Regions from separate parts of the Sus scrofa genome. Here region 2 is linked to region 1. A link is a contact called in public HiChIP or PLAC-seq data. All regions are on one chromosome and are shown on one strand. The core of a region is the stretch at or near the end of the contact, and the rest is flanking DNA. Distances in the headings are between cores, read along the strand shown.

The links. HiChIP or PLAC-seq counts read pairs in DNA pulled down with a chosen protein or histone mark.
Region 2: a contact with region 1 is called in an H3K27ac HiChIP or PLAC-seq map of alveolar macrophages. The contact joins the promoter of CHCHD10 here to the promoter of MIF in region 1. A contact is called at or near these places in 1 of 5 promoter capture datasets (liver), 4 of 47 Hi-C or Micro-C datasets (blood, liver, retroperitoneal adipose tissue and 1 more) and 2 of 2 datasets of contacts at active chromatin or transcription factors (alveolar macrophages and skeletal muscle).

Annotation. Positions count from the first base shown.
Region 1 is chr14:49,838,583-49,843,603 of Sscrofa11.1, forward strand. It overlaps MIF (macrophage migration inhibitory factor (glycosylation-inhibiting factor)), which reads right to left and starts at 2,481. Exons shown (of 3, transcript NM_001077213.2): 1 at 2,328-2,481; 2 at 1,988-2,160; 3 at 1,721-1,905. The coding sequence starts at 2,435. The coding sequence ends at 1,839.
Region 2 is chr14:49,918,461-49,923,481 of Sscrofa11.1, forward strand. It overlaps CHCHD10 (coiled-coil-helix-coiled-coil-helix domain-containing protein 10, mitochondrial), which reads left to right and starts at 3,140. Exons shown (of 4, transcript XM_001929468.4): 1 at 3,140-3,305; 2 at 3,547-3,766; 3 at 4,627-4,774; 4 at 4,872-5,021. The coding sequence starts at 3,265. The coding sequence ends at 4,891.

The DNA of each region.
Region 1 (5,021 bases), core at 1,231-3,730:
AGAAGACCTTCGTGGAATAGGAGCACCCCAAAGACGGGCCACATCCTCCAGACTCCCTGGAGCTGATTCTTCTAAGGTCACAACTGTCCCCACTGTTCTAGAAGTAAATCCTCACTGCCCAGGGAGCTGACTGGGGGCTGAGAGTACCCCCGGAGCCAGACTGCTGGACCACCCCAGAGACGGAGGGGTTGGGGTAGATGTCAGCGGATGGAGCTGACAGACTGGGCTAAGCAGCCTGGGGCCTGGGCTGTTCAGAAGGTGCCATAATCCAAGGGTAGGTGTGATCTGTCCTCTGCTACAAGCCTGGGCTGGGCTCCTGAAGCTTCCTGCCCCTGCGTAACAGGAGTTCACACTGATGCCACAGTGTGCCACACAGGCTAGGTGACTGGCAGTGGGCCCAAGGAAGGAGCCTGTGGCCACCCCAGGCTCCAGCACATGTACAGGAACAAGGTGGGCCTTATTACTGCCTATGGCTCAGAGGCAGGCCTGTTCCTCACTCCCAGCATCAGAAGGAAAGCGCTCCAGGGGCTGGGCTCAGGCGGTTACCCTCTTCCCCAGAGTCCTTCACCTTCCAAAAACGGTTCACTTCAATTCTGTGGAATTTAAAAAACCACCTCTATCTAGGATGTTCTTGTCTATCTCAGGGGCTGAGGCAGAACAAGGGGTCTCAGGTGCAGGGCCAGGGGTCCAGAGGTTAGGCCCCCAGGAACGGGGTTCATGGGGCTGGAAGAGCCTCTCTCTGCAGGCAGCTGCAATGAACTGGGCTTCTCCCACAGGGTGGGCAGTGCAGGAAGGGCAGAGCTGGCTCTTCACTTTAGCCAAGACACAGGTGCCGGCTCTGATCAAGGGACGCCAACTCCAGGCACGTTAAGTCCCCAGTGCTCAGGGCTGGGCCTCAACTTGGAGTTGCTGCGCAGGTCCATGGAGGATCTCCTGCTGTGGGGCAGTGAGGCATTCAGCCTAAAGGTGACTGGCCTGGGCAAGCAGCACCTCCTGGCTGGAGGACTGCCCAGTACCTTGTCACCACCCCACAAGGGAGCAAGGCCCTGCACTTGGAGAAAGGATCCTAAGCCAGGAAACTGTCCTATTGCACCTTGATACTGATTTTGTTCTTGATCAAATCCTCAGCGTCCTAGTGGGGTTAACTAGCCACCTGCAGGCTTTCCGGACTTGCTGCGCACTAGAAAACATGAATGGCACCCAAACTATAGGAGTATGCCCTCAGGGAACTGCTATTCCTAAGGGCCTGGGTGCCTGAAGGGAGCCCTACCCAGGCCTGGAACTGGGGTGGACAGGGCAGCATAACCAGAATCCACCTCCTGGAGCCTCTGTCCCACACTTGAAAACCATCCTAAAGTTCCAAAACAATGGGATTTCCTAAGTCAAGACACTGAAGCACCAGCTTGGCAGAGAATGACTCCTGAGGTGGAGCGGGCGCCCTCACCCGGATTTGGATTACTCCCCCTTTGCCCGCCAACCCTAGCCCACGTGGTGCCTCGGCAGGAGAGAGGGTGGGGGACAGACTATGGATTCCCGATTCGAATTTGATTCCTGGGTTGTGGCCTCTGGAAGGATGCCAACCTCAGTGGGGCCTTCTGCTGGCAAAGGGTAGGGGAAGGCGCCCCACAGCTCATTCTGGGGGCGCCCCTCCCGGCCTCGGACCCCTGTCACTGACCCGGCCCTTCACCAATTCCTCCGCTAGTCAAGGAAGCCGGAGGCAGCCATCTCCACACCGTTTATTTCTCTCTTCCGGGAGCTGGGGTCGCTAGGGGCGAGGCAGGCAGAAAACAGAGCCGGCGGCGCCAGGCCGAGAGCAAAGGAGTCTTGGGGTGCGGCCCTCAGGCGAAGGTGGAGCCGTTCCAGCCCACATTGGCCGCGTTCATGTCGTAGTAGTTGATGTAGATCCTGCGGAGAAGGAAGCGAGGCTGAGCGGGCAACTGGGCGGCCGCCGTGGCCGCGTGCTCCCCGGCCCTCGGCGCCCACGCACCTGTCCGGGCTGATGCGCAAGCGTTCGGCCAGCAGGCCGCACAGCAGCTTGCTGTAGGAACGGTTCTGCGCGCCGCCGATCTTGCCGATGCTATGCAGACTGCAAAGGGCGCACGGCTCGCTGGACCCTCCGAAGGCCATGAGCTGGTCCGGGACGACGTGCACCGCGATGTACTGCGGGGGAGGGGACGCGGTCAGTCGGCCCGGGTGACCTCGCCGGCCCAGACGCCCCCCGCCCCCGCGTCCCTTCCCCGCCCGGAGCCCCATTCCGGAATCGCCGCCCCCCCTCCCCCAACCCCAGCCTCAGCCCGGAACCGCCTCGCCCGGCCCTCGTGGCAGACCTGCGCCGGCTTGCCCATGGCCTGCACCAACTGCTGAGTCAGCTCGGAGAGGAACCCGTCCGGCACAGAGGCGCGGGGAACGTTGGTGTTTACCACGAACATCGGCATGATGGCCAGGAACAGTGGGGACCCGGAGCACAGGAACCTAACTGCGCGGTCAAGAAGCAGGGGAACCTGAGATACGTGACCGCCGCCCGGCGCCCCGCCCACTGCGACTGCGGTTCCGCCCCGTGACGTCACCGCCGGCGGAGATCCCGCCCCCGAGGCCGCGAGGCCTTCGCGACTGGTGACGTCACCGCCGGCAGAGGCCCCGCCCTCACGGCGGGACTTTGAGACCCTACTCCGCCTACCCCTGGCTGGGTGCCCCCTCCAAAGCCGTTCACCACCTCGTGGCCAGAAGTGTGCCTTTCCCTCGTTCATCAGCCCTTTTATTTAGTCACAGATATCTACTCATCTGTGTGCCAGGAGCGGGGATACTGCGGTTAGGGGGGCAGGTGGCTTCTGGCCCTCCAGGAGCTCACAGCTGGACAAGTAGATGAAGTCCAGCTCATTCTCACTGAGCCCTTGTGTGTCCTGAGTCTCTGGGGCCACTGTCCTGAGTGGACGGGTGGGCGTGCTGGTGTTCATGTGTAGGGGTGAGGCGCAGTCACTGATGCAGGTGGGAGGGGGCTACCACAAATGAGTCACCATCCAGATGCCTTCCCTATACCCCTGCTCCTCAAGGTGGGTGGGGATGCTGGGTGGTGCCCCGGGTAGGGGCAGCGAGTAGGAGGGGATGTCTGACAGAGCTCAAAGCCCACCCCAAAACTTGAGTCCCCTGGGCAATTCCTCTGATGTGTCCTCTGGGGACGCCCTCTTACAGCCTGAGTGAATTTTCTGTTTCTTCCACTAGTGGTCAGCTCAACGGGTAGCTAGTAGGTGCCAAGCATATGAAAGACATGGACTAAATACTGGGTGAATGAAGTTAGCCATGACGGGGCAGGAAGAGGTCAGGGCCAGGGATGAGCCTGCAGGCCCTGCCATTACTGGACAGAAGGGCCACCTGACCCCTGCTCTGAGGAGACCCCTGGTCAGGGGGCTGGGCTGGGGACTGGCACTCAAGGGGCATGCAGGTTTGGCCAGTCTCAGAGCTCTCCAGGAAAGCCCTGTCCTTGGTCTCTGACAGTTGTGGTCTGGTTAAGGTGGCAGAGCATGTTGCTGGCCTTGACAATGGCCATATGATGGATCAAGGCCACCAGGCTTGTGGGACCAGCTGGCCTCCAGAGGGAAGGTCTCATGGCCCAGCTGTGCCAATAACTCTGTAAAATGTGGGGCTTTCCAGGTAGGCCCAGATCACTTTCCTCCCCACTCCCACACCCAGCCGTCTTTCTGTGCTCAGGGTTCTGTTACCACTGATGCACTGATGTCTCCAGCCCAGGATGCTCCTCTGAGCTCCAGCAGCCAACTCAGCATGGCCTGCTCCCGGTGTCCACATCCAAGTGCATGACTTTTCTCCCACCTCTGATCTCCTCCCAGTGAACTGTGCCTCCCTCCACTATGCCTTTATCCTCGCCTCTCCCCCCACCCCTGATCCCACCTTAGTCTAAGTTAGCTGGCATCACTCTTGGCCTGGCCTCTCCTGGAGGAGGAGTCTGTTCCCCCTGCCTACCCAGGTAGATCTGGCCATGTGACTTGCTTTGTCCAGTGACCAGAAGTGACGCAAATGATTCCAGGCAGAAGATCCAAAAGCTAGTGCCCAGTTCCATGTTCTCTGATGTGGCAGCGGGTGACACAGAGCCTCTCCAACAAACACCTGCAATGCCCTGTGGGTGAGCCGCTATGGTTTTCAGGTTGTTACTGTGACAGAGGGGAGCCTTCCCCATCAGGACAGCCTTTGTGTACCCTCCCTTCCCAGGAGTAGTCACTGCTGTCTTTCAGGGAGGGCCTCTGAGGAGGGACTAGATTCCCAGTCCCACTTGTCACTAGCTTGGACACTTGGCTAACCTCTCTGAGCCTCAGTTTTCCTGCCTGTAACTTGGGGATGACAGTAGTGTCCATTTTACAGGGGGATGTTGTGAGGACCCAAGTGGTTTAATTACTGGTGATGGTCCCCAGTACCATCACAGTGCCCTGGGTGACCTGGTCCCCTCCTGCACTTTCCCTGATCTGCTTCAGCACCCAAAGCTCCTGGCTGGGTCAGGCCCAGTCAGGAGCCCAGCACCTGTTCTCTTCTTCCAGGCTATCACCATATTTCTGTGTGTGAGTTACTGCTTCCTTTCTAGGCTCCCTGAGCTGGGGGACTATTTCTTTTGGGCCTGGCTGCGTGCCTACCTTCTGCCCTGTTGCTCGGTAGCAGGCAGAGGGCCTCCAAGGCTGTCCATGCCCTAGTCCCCCAAACCTGTGAATGCATTACGTTACATGGCAAAAGGCACTTTGCAGATGTAATTAGGGTTACAGACCCTAAAATAGGGAGGTTATCATGGATTATCTGGGTGGTTCCGATGTAATCACAGGAGCCCTTAAAAGCAGAGAATTTTCTCCAGCTCGAGTCAAAGACAAGGCAGAAGCGGAGTCAGACTTAAAGCAGAGGGACTCAGTGTGCTGTTACTGGCTTTGAAGATGAGGGGGCCTCAGTCCTGAAGCCGCAGGGAACTGAATTCTGCTAACAGCCTGAATGAACTCGGAAGTGGGTTCCTCTCTAGTTGACCTTGAGAC
Region 2 (5,021 bases), core at 1,890-4,389, 81 kb after region 1:
CCCCTAGCGGGCGGGGAGGGGAACGACAGCAGTGATATTTACTCCCTGGACAGCAAGGCATTTTTTTCTGGAAAGTGACTCACTTTTAAAAATTGGAAGTTCCCATTGTGGTGCAATGAAAACGAATCTGACTAATATCCATGAGGATGAGGGTTTGATCCCTGCCTTGCTCAGTGGGTTGGGGATCTGGCGTTGCCATGAGCTGTGGTGTAGTTTGCATATGTGGCTTAGATGCCAAGTTGCTGTGGCTGTGGTGTAGGCCTCAGCGGCAGTTCCTATTTGACCCCTAGCCTGGAAACTTCCATATGCCAGAGGTGTGGCTCTAAAAAGCAAAAAATAAAAAAATAATAAATTGGTAGTTCTTTTGTAGCACAATGGATTAAGGATCTAACATTGTCACTGCAGTGGCTTGAGTTGCTGCTGTGATGCAGGTTTGACCCCTGGCCTGGGAATTTCCACATGCCTCAGGTGCGGCCAAAATACATAAATAAATATGAAGAATTGAAACCGGGAGTTCCCGTCATGGCGCAGTGGTTAACGAATCCGACTAGGAACCATGAGGTTGCGGGTTCGGTCCCTGCCCTTGCTCAGCGGGTTAACGATCCGGCGTTGCCGTGAGCTGTGGTGTAGGTTGCAGACGCAGCTTGGATCCCGCGTTGCTGTGGCTCTGGCGTAGGCCGGTGGCTACAGCTCCGATTCAACCCCTAGCCTGGGAACCTCCATATGCCGCGGGAGCAGCCCAAGAAATAGCAACAACAACAACAGCAGCAAAAGACAAAAGACAAAAGACAAAAAAAAAAAAGAATTGAAACCGGAGTTCCCATCATGGCTCAGCAGTAAAGAACCCTACTACTATCCATGAGAATGCAGGTTTAATCCCTGGCCTTGATCAGTGGGTTAAGGAAACAGCATTGCTGTGAGCTGTGTGTGGGGCAGTTCACAGATGCAGCTCGGATCCTACATTGCTGTGGCTGTGGTGTAGGCTAGCAGCTACAGCTCCATCCAACCCCTAGCCTGGGAACTTCCACATGCAGCCCTAAAAAGACAATAAATAAATAAATAAATAAAATAATTGAAACGCTTTCTTCAGCCTCTTGTTAGCAATATTGGTCAAGAAATGGATTGGGATTTCCCATCATGGCTCAGTGGAAACGAATCCGACTACCATGGGTTTGATCCCTGGCCTGGCTCATGGGTTCAGGATCCGTCATTGCCATGAGCTGTGGTGTAGGTTGCAGATGCAGCTCTTATCTAGTATTGCTGTGGCTTTGGCGTAGGCGGGTAGCAACATCTCCAATTAGACCCCTAGCCTGGGAACCTCCATGTGCCACAGGTGTAGCCCTAAAAAGACAAAAAAATAAAATAAAAAGAAATCATGGATTTAATGAGCTAATTATACATTTTTTTCTGATACCTATGAAAACACAAAGTAAAATATTCATTTGTGTAACTACCTTAAGTGGCTCCAAGTGCCTCTATGGGTGCATGGCTATGCTTTGGGGGACCTCAGTCCACCCGTTATGGGGGTTCCAGTAACAACCACCCACCTGGCAGGCCACAGGGGTGAGCCATGGTTACAGCAAGATGGGCTGGTCACAGAGGGCTTCGTGTAAGAGGAAGACCTTGATAAGCCTAGTTTGGCAAATAGGAATAGGTGGATGGGGACTGTATGAGCCAAAGAGGTGGAGGTCCACCAGGCCTAGCATGTCTGTGATGAGAGAGTAGCCACCCTTAACATGCTCCCTGCATCTCCAGGTAGATGGTCTCTCCCCCTTCAGGGGAGAAAACTGAGGCCCAGGCCCAGGGGGGGGCCAAGGGAGGACCCTGGCCCACAGGCTGGCTGAGAGCACTCTGTGGTACAGACAGAGGGACATAGTACAGACATAACCAACCCTGCCAGGCACTGCCGGGCCCCTCTCCCCTCCTTCCCTCCCACCATCTCCTCACAGAGGGGCCTCATCTCCCCACCTGGGTGCACCCCCTCCCATGCTTTTGCTCTGGGCAATTTCATCCACCCACAAACCTGGTGCCAGGAGGCCTCTCAGGTGTAGGGGACCCAGGATGGGTAAAAAGTCAGGACCCCTCCCCACCAACAATAACAATATGACCACTGAGAAATCACTCAGAAAAGATCATGAAGGAGTTCCCGTTGTGGCTCAGCAGAAGCAAAGCTGACTAGTATCCATGAGGATGCGGTTTACATCCCTGGCCTCACTCAGCGAGTTAAGGGTCTGACATTGCTGTGAGCTGTGGTGTAGGTCACAGATGTGGCTCGGATCCCACGTTGCTATTGCTGTGACATAGGCTGGCAGCTGCAGTTCCAACTGGACTCCTAGCCTGGCAACTTCCATATGGCACATATGCAGCCCGAAAAAGCAGGTAAAAAAAAAAAAAGAAGAAGAACTTGAAAACCTCGAGTTCCTCAAGGGCTGGGCAGCATCCTAAGATCCTGCATCAGCCCTGCACTGGGCCTAGAACCAAGGTGATTCTTGGTTCTAGAATTCAAGGCCACGGGATTCAAACCCATTCAAACACCTCTAGGCGCTCAGGTCAAGGCCTTTGGGAGGGACACACTGCGTGAACGCTGTCAGAGTCTGGCGCTGCATCCTTGGGGCAAGGGATCGGGAGGGGTGGAAGGCCAAACCGCGGGCTTGAGCGCACCTAAGTGGGAGCAGGCTGCGGGTTGGGCTTTTGCTGGGAAGGAGTCGAGACGCCCCCTGGTGGGCATTCGGGGTCGGGGGATGGCGCAAGACCTCCTCTGGCGGGCGGTTGGGTGAGTGCTTTTTCCCTGCCACAGTCCGTCCACCCGGGACTCAGAGGCCACGCCGCAGCCAGCGAGCCGGTCTGATAGGAGGGAGAGGAGCAGGGCCTGGCCTCCTGGTGCCTACTCCCCGAGCTCGGGACAGCCCCCAGCTCCCTCCGCTCCCTGCGTTCCACTGGGGTCTCTGGAGGACCAGGCTGGTTGCCCCGGCGTACGTCCTCGGCACCCTGCGACAGCGGCCCACGTCTCCAGGGCGCACACGGCTCGGGCCAGGAGCCAGGGCGCAGGTCACCGACACCAGGGGAAGCAGGAAGGTAGAGACCGACGGACCCGCGCAAGTACAGCAAGACCCGGGGTCCAGCTCCTCCTTCCGGGGGCGTGGCCCCGCCGCGGCCCCGCCCCGGCTGCGCCGGCTGTGACAGGCGCCTCCGCGCTGGTCCTCGAGCCAGAACTGCCGCCGCCGTCACCTTCGCGGTCGCTCGACTGATCCCATCAAAGCGACCATGCCCCGGGGGAGCCGCAGCGTGGCCGCCCGGCCAGCCAGGTGTGACTGGGACAGGGCCCCAGGGGGAGGGGGCTGAGGAAACGCGGCACCCAAGGGCATGACAGCGTGACCTTGGCGGCTGCTGCGCCATCTTGGCGTGGGAAGGGCGATGGTGCAGCAGTCGCGGGTGGTCGCCCACCCTCTGGCTGGGGTAGAGGGTGCCTCCCCCGAGCTGCAGGCACCTGGGGCCCTCGGCCAGGAGTCCGGCAAGGATTAACCCTGTTAACCTCCTACTTTGCAGCCGCGCCGCCGCGCCCTCTGCCCACCTGCCCGCGCACCCGCCGCCCTCGGCAGCAGCCCCTGCCACCGCTCCGTCGGGCCAGCCCGGCCTGATGGCGCAGATGGCGTCCACGGCTGCCGGAGTAGCCGTGGGCTCGGCTGTGGGACACGTCGTGGGCAGCGCCCTGACCGGAGCCTTCAGTGGGGGGAGCTCAGAGCCCGCCCAGCCTGCTGCCCAGCAGGTGAGCAACTAGGCTCAAGGGAAACTGAGACCGCCTTCTCTCAGGGCCACATAGCAGGAGCTTCAGGCATGTCCAGCCAGGACTGTCCTTTGAGGAGTGTCGGAGGTGTCCAGAGCTTCCTCCGCCAAGGACTTTGTCCTATTCATCGCCCTACTGTTGGCCTCTGGTCACTCACAAGCAGGCTCTCCCATCACCTCCCCTGGGGCCAGGGTCCCTAAATTTCCATGGACAGACACCGAACAGCCTTCTAAAGATGGGGAAATGAAGGCCCTTAGGGCTCAGAGACTGGCCCAAGGTCACCTAACCACTGTAGAAGAGAGAGATGTTGAAGTTCCTGAGTCCCTGCTCTCCCACCCCCAGGTGTGCCCCAGAGCCCCTGCACCCAAGGGCGAAGGGTAGCCAGTGACTTTGGGCCTGTTCCCTGTTGGCCTATCCCCCACCAGGCACCCTACCAATCCTGATCCACATTCAGGCTTAGTGGCGGGGTCAGGGGTCATGAGGATCAGTGTGGCTGAGCTAGGAAGGTGCTAGAAATTGTGGGGGTGGGGCTTGCACTCCAGCAGAGCACTGAACTTTTCTAGAACCTTCTTCCGCCTCCCCACCCCCTTCCACCTGCCCAGTGTGCCTGTTATGAGGCAGCAGGGAATGCTATCTGTACCAGCACCAGCAGGTTCACCTGTTTCAAGGACAGAGCCACTATGGCTAAACAGGGCAGACTGGCCCAGGTCACTCACCCTCCAGGGACCTTTGGGCAGCGGGACTGGGAGTGTGGGTAGAGGCAGCCAGCACCACCAGGCGTGGAGTCCTCTTCTGTGTGCGAGCCCCTAGCTGACCTTGCTGCCTCCTCCCCTGTACCCCAGGCCCCAGCCCACGCTGCCCCCCAGCCCATGCAGATGGGGCCCTGCGCCTATGAGATCAGGCAGTTCCTGGACTGCTCCACTACCCAGAGTGACCTGTCCTTGTGTGAGGGCTTCAGCGAGGCCCTGAAGCAGTGCAAGTACAACCATGGTGAGCGCAGTGGCTCCAGGGGGTGGGAGGGGTGTCCTTCCCCCTGCACCTGCGGGCTGACCTCCAGCCTGTGCCATCTCCCTTGCTCCCTCTGCAGGTCTGAGCTCCCTTCCCTGAAGAGCCTGGTGTGGATTCAGGAGCCAGCCCCCCACCACCTCCACCCTTTCACTGACAGCCCGACTACAATGTCAGATTGTACCCACAGAGCTGGGGTAGGGAGTGAGGAGGGGGTCTCTCACCCCACAGG